Linked DNA regions of Arachis hypogaea: region 1 is linked to region 2. Evidence: chromatin contacts called from public Hi-C data. All regions are on one chromosome and are shown on one strand. Each heading gives the region's core, a stretch centred on a gene start, on an enhancer-like site or on the middle of the called end of the contact. The rest is flanking DNA. Distances are from core to core; before and after follow the strand shown. Region 1 has its middle 24 kb from the start of LOC112774573. Region 2 holds the start of LOC112771215 (probable BOI-related E3 ubiquitin-protein ligase 3).

Region 1 (3,176 bases), core at 423-2,922, 280 kb before region 2:
CAACCAAAGAGTAACCTTCGGCTTTAGCGGCTAATTAATTAAGCCTTTTGTATATACAATAGTGCCTAATGTTGACAAGAAAGAACCATTAGTAATACTTTTTTTAGGGCAAAAGTCCCCCACTAATAAAAGGGAATTGAAATTGGGGGTGGCAAAGGCATAATGATTTTACCCCAAGATGGAGGAGTTGGGTTTGTGACCACAAACTCCAAGAAACCCCATTAATGGGGATGAGTAAGCTAAGCCTATGTGATGGCCTTGGCACATGCATATTATGTTAGTGGGTGAAGCTGATGTTTACACAAACACCAATCTATGTCTTAAAAGCCATATGGAAAAAGAATAGTTGACAATTTCCCCTACAAATTGTTCTCCCTCTTCATGAATAACAACTAGAGTACTTTCTTTTATTCAATAATTTTTTTTTTTCTTTTTAATTTTACCCTTGTTATCCTATCTCACATTTAGTAATAGAAATAAGGGAGTAGGGGGTAGAAAAGTTATTGAAGAGAAAAAAGGGATCGGAGAGGGGATGTTGTCTTTATTAGCATTAAAAAATGCAATTAATAATGTCCCTTATCTTTAACCTTACTCCACCTATATCACGCCAAATCCATTCACTCATGGACATGGCAAGTCGTTTCAAATTCCCTTATAAAGAAAATTCTCATTATGGGAGATATGATTACCCTTGGTGAATGGTTTATATATATATGCTTCTTTTCATTTAGAGGTGGATTCTTAATTCCATATCATTGACCCACCATGCCTTTTATGTTATGTGTAGCTTACCATAATCCTTACAAAGTAAAATGAGAATCAAAGAATTGTGGGAAAGCAAAATAATATATATGCCAGCAAGGCTCTTCCCAAACATAGGGTTGCATCATCTTAATCATGTATCACACACATTAAGAAAAAATAAATAAAATAGTAAAAATAAAAATATAGGAAATTGACAAGGGTATATATATCAACAAAAGCTTCACTCACTTTAGCTTAAATTTAAAGGGAGCAAGCCTTAAGATAATGCCTAAGAAGTATCACTATCCACATTAATTTCAGGAAGAAATTTTAAATTTTTTCATTATTATTATTATTTGGGAAGTTAGGCCAACCCCAAATAGCAATATGTCAATGGTGATTGAAAACTAAAAATTCCATTCTTTGGATTTATCAATATGCCTTTTTTCACTGTGGCACCTTTAGACTTTGTGATTCACAATTTGTGTTGTGTTAGACACAATTGGACATGCTACTTTAGGAGCCACCTTCATTTCAATTCTATCTATTATTATGTATATATGTATGTATATAATATAGAGGAATGACAGGGCCAGCAATTTTTGTAATTTGTAGCCATCAAATAGCTATCAATGATGTTTTAATGGTGTGAGATTGGTGTGAAATTTTATCCAATAATTTATTTTTTTTGCTGGTTATATGCAGGTCAGAATTTAACAAAATTGCTAGCCCTTAGACTTTTCCTTACAATTATAATACTAAGTGACTTGTGATATGGCAGAGGGTCCACTTTCTTTAAAGGAGAAAACATGTGTTAGGATAGAACAAAAGGAAGCAACAAAATCAATTCTCTATGATGACGGGGTTAGGACATGAGTGCCCCCTTTCACAAGGGAAGAAAGTTAGGTTCCCCATCATGGACCCCTCAATCCTCTTTAATTAGATCCATATTCTATGCTTTGTACTATCCCAATACTTTGGGTAAGGCCCACAACCCCAAGTGAAATAAATAATAATAATACTAATTAAAATAAATAATTGGAATATGTATATATATCACCGATATTGACAACTTATGTGACACACATTTCTAACCCCTTTTGCACTTGCAACAAGCCTAGCTAGCACCATCTTCCATATTCTTTAGCTACAAAGATAATAAAAGAAAGCAACATCCCATATGGGCCTAGATACTTACAAACCTTTCCTATCTATTACTTTAGCCCCCTCAAGCTAAGAAAATTCTCTTATTCTTGTATTTCTTTTTTTTTTTTTTTCATGGATTTGACATCTATCATTTACCTAAAATCAAACATATATCTCTAAGGTTAATGACTTAACCAATTTGAATGTCAAATATGGTTAGTTCAATTCTTTCCTTATATAAATATTAAAAATTTAAATTTTGCTTTGTGCATGTATAATTTATTAATTAGCAGTAAATTTTTAAATAGAATTTAATTTTTTATTATAAAAACTTTTAGAATAATATAAAAGGATATTAAATACAAAGTCTTTATAAGATATATTTGGAGCTTTTATCACCTATGCTAAATCTAAAGAAAGTATAAATTGATTGATTAGCTAATTAATTAATTAATTAGTAATTATTAATGAAGAAGATATGGTATTGGGTTAAGTATCATTGTCCTAATTGGAGGACAGGTGCGTAGTGTGTACGTGACGAAGGATTTGGAGTCTGCCCAAAATGTTCATTGACAATAATGATAAAATAATATTGTATGTCAATTCTATAATTAACTATTCCTATGTGTAGATAGATAAAGATGTTTAATGAGAAGTTTACTAGTCTTAAAAAAAAGAATGATATCATTGGAGAAGGTGGTGGGGGAAAGGGGTTTTGACCCCACGTACATAAAAATGGATGTGTGATTCTATGCAGAAAAAAAGGGACCAAAGCAATGAAAGTGGGTTAGTTTATTCACACGTCTCTTTCTTAAAAGGGAGACATGGATCACTGTGGTTTTATTGTTTGTTGGTTTGCCTTTCCCTTCAACATTCATAAATAAATAATATTACTTACTTTCATTCATAGTCATATACTAATAGGGCAAAGTCACCCAAATAAAATACTAATAGGGCATGCGTGTGATTGGTTCATCTTTCATGATTTGCGTAAAGGCATTTCAAAGCTCACAAAATTAAATTAATCGACTAATTAATTAATTTGGGAATTATTTGGCTAATTTTTTTAGTTATTGTAAAATTAAGGGCCTAATATATATGGTGATATTATACAAATTTAATGTAATGCATTGATATGTGATAGAATGTTATCAAAATAAATTATGAGTGACGATTTGAAAAAGTGACAAAAAATATATATATAAATTGTGATTAAAGATTAAAAAAAAACAATTTTTTTTCCTCAAAGAAAATAAGAGTTATGATTTTTTTTTTTTTAAATTTTC
Region 2 (2,896 bases), core at 68-2,567:
GACTTGTTCCAGGTTCGTTCTGAGAGCATTTGCTGTTGCCTCGTTCGTTTGTGCCAAATCACGCCATATCTGATTCTCTATGCATAAAGACTTGACTTTCTCTTCTAACGCCCAATTCAGTTTCCCCATTTTCTCTATTTCATCCTCTTTTGCTTTCAGCCTCTTCATCACACTTACTTCTATTGCTTCCATGATTCTCCTTGCATGTCTCTTGCGCTTCTCTTCTAACTCCATCCTCACTTTCTCCATCTGAAGAATGAAACAGGACAGAACAATGAAAATATGAGATTTTCAGACATATGATCATGCATTGAAATAATTAATTGATGATACTTACGCGTTGTGCAACAAGTTGATCGATGTCAAGCTGTTGCTGATGGATCTGGAGGGTAATGTCTTCCCCTAAAAAGGTAAAAGAGCCACAATTTTTGTGATGTGGTTGAACTGTGACGGTGGAGGCTGTGGCGGGGTACGAAGAGGGGAAAGTGTAGTTGATGGAACCTGACGTGTCTCTTGATCGTTTTCTCGACAAAGGAATGTTATTGTAGGTGAGAGTGCTTTCCGATTTTATTGGAGTCTTTTGTTGTTGAGGCAGGGAATCTGCAGCAATTGAACTATACATCGCCGGCGGGAGCATGGCCTCTGTTCCGACGCCGGCAGCAGCGGTTGTAGTTGTGCCGGATAACGGAAGCAAGGATGAGTAACCAAGCTGAGCGTTGTATAAATTCAGATTCATGTTTGTCTCAATGGAATTCATCATTTCCCTGCACACATAGATATAGATTCAGATTAATATGGCAAAACCATATCGAAATGATGAAAATAACATGTTGTATGAAATGATATGTACCTATTGCTTATGAGTTGCGAAGGGAAGAGATTGAGATGGCGAGCCTCAACGGCCATGTTTTTCAAAAAACTCAATAAAATGGTGATAACCCTTTTTTTTTCTTTTCCTTCTGTTCTGTGTTGTTGTTGTTCTCTTTTCACTTGTTGGGTGGGGAGGGCTTTTATTTATATTTAACTTGAGTTGTGCGTTTTTGGCGTGGTTGCTGTTATAAGCAGTTTCTTCGGTAGTGGCTATTAGAAGGGAGAGAAAAGAAGACTCGGTTGTGTTTTTGTGTGTGTGAGGGAGAGAGAATAGATAGAAATAGAGATGAGCAAGGTAGATAGATAATAAGAGGATGAAAGGGAAGACAAAGAAGAGCACAAGTTAAATGAAAGGAAAGGGAACTAGGAAAATGGGGGAGAGGGGCATGCAAATAGAGGTGGCATTGCTGTATGGTGGGGTTTATTTAGGGTTTCCTTCGGTCCACACATTATTTTGGTTGAATAATTAAATTGACTAATTTAAATTTAATTAACTTTTTAAAAAATTATTATTTACATGGAAAAAGAAAAGCTTCTGTTGGTTTTAGTGACGAGATCTTTTTGTCTAATCCAGAGTAGAGACCGTGCTACAGAGGGAGATTCGACGAGGGCAATTGCGAAATTATGGGCCAGTACGAGGAGTATTTTGGTAATACAACCCCCTCCATGTGTCCGTAACTGTTGAGATTGGCCAAGCAACATCGATCACCTTTACTTTCTCCATTAACGAATAGTTAAATTAGTAAACAATTAAATTAATAATATTATTCGAAAAACGGCGAGTGCGACACGTAATACCTTCCCACTAGAGGCTGGCACGTAGATATATAGTATACTACGATTCAACGTTTTATTGACTGTTATCTTTTCTCCCCCTAAAGTTAATAAGCTAATTTTGTGCGCTATTTTTGTTTAGTGCTGTGATTTTAGTGGTAATTTTTTTATAATATAAAAATTTAGTATATTTTTTGTATAGAGAGTTAGATTTCTTTAAATATATAAATTTGAGAATATACTAATCGAATTTTTCGATTTGTTTTACAACAAAAAAATTATTTTATCATAAATCGAATTTTTTGATTTGTACATTATAAAATTTAACTTTCATATTTTTTAAATTAAAAAGTCTGATTTGCTATTTAAAATTAAAAATTAAAAATTATTTAAAAAAAACACATCAATTAACTATGATAGTGGATTACATATAAATTTTTTTATTTCTAAAAAATTTAACCTAATTTTGTACCACAATTAAAAAAATAAAAAGAAAAAGCCAATAGTGGTAATAAAAGAAAATGTTAATATAATTAATGAAGTAATAAATTTAGGTTTAGATGTTTTTAATTAAGAGTAGATCTATCTTGTTTCCTATTTAAAATTATAAATTGAAAAAATATTTATTAAAAATATATAAAACTTTTCATTAATAATAAATTTGTCATGTGTTCTAGTCATGTGTCTTTAGGACAAATGTTAAATAAATTTCTTTATTAATTTATTACAATTTTCTAGAAGTTAATTATTGTTCAAATTTATTTGACTTCAAAATAATAAATAGTATTTATTAGCTTGAAAAATAAAAATAAAATTATATTTGACCAAACTATATTTTAATATATTATTATCATAATATATTTCATAAAATTAACTATTTATTTTTATATTTTTTTATAAAATCTAAAAACAATCATATTAAGACATGTTAAAAGTTTAATTTTGATCAATTAATTTCAAATAGAAAAGAAGAAAAATCAGGTTGAATAATACTCAATATAACAACCACAAAAGCATTATAATGGGTACTACTATGTTGAGTAAATATTTTTTATGAATAATGCTAATGCGATTCGTAGAAAATAAAATTTAATATTTTTTGGAAAATATATTATAATATAATAATTATTTTAAATTAAGATTAATTTAAAAAGTATGTTTAAAATTAATATTTAAGCTCCATATTATGTTATAATATGATAAATTAGTAAAAGAAAAGTTATTCCTGTAAAACTATAATAATTATATTTAT

Evidence for each region. Hi-C and Micro-C count contacts between places; a contact is called where the count stands out from the background.
Region 1: a contact with region 2 is called in a Hi-C map of leaf, with 2.0 times the contacts expected there. The contact joins the enhancer-like site here to the promoter of LOC112771215 in region 2.

What each region holds. Positions count from the first base shown.
Region 1 is chr18:65,452,352-65,455,527 of arahy.Tifrunner.gnm2.J5K5, reverse strand. No RefSeq gene overlaps it. Among protein-coding and RNA genes, the nearest start is that of LOC112774573, 24 kb to the left of the region's middle. Within about 2 kb of position 1,672, at least 1 of the 3 cell types and tissues checked has open chromatin away from gene starts, as enhancers often do.
Region 2 is chr18:65,176,963-65,179,858 of arahy.Tifrunner.gnm2.J5K5, reverse strand. It overlaps LOC112771215 (probable BOI-related E3 ubiquitin-protein ligase 3), which reads right to left and starts at 1,317. Exons shown (of 3, transcript XM_025815881.3): 1 at 851-1,317; 2 at 338-764; 3 at 1-249. The coding sequence starts at 906.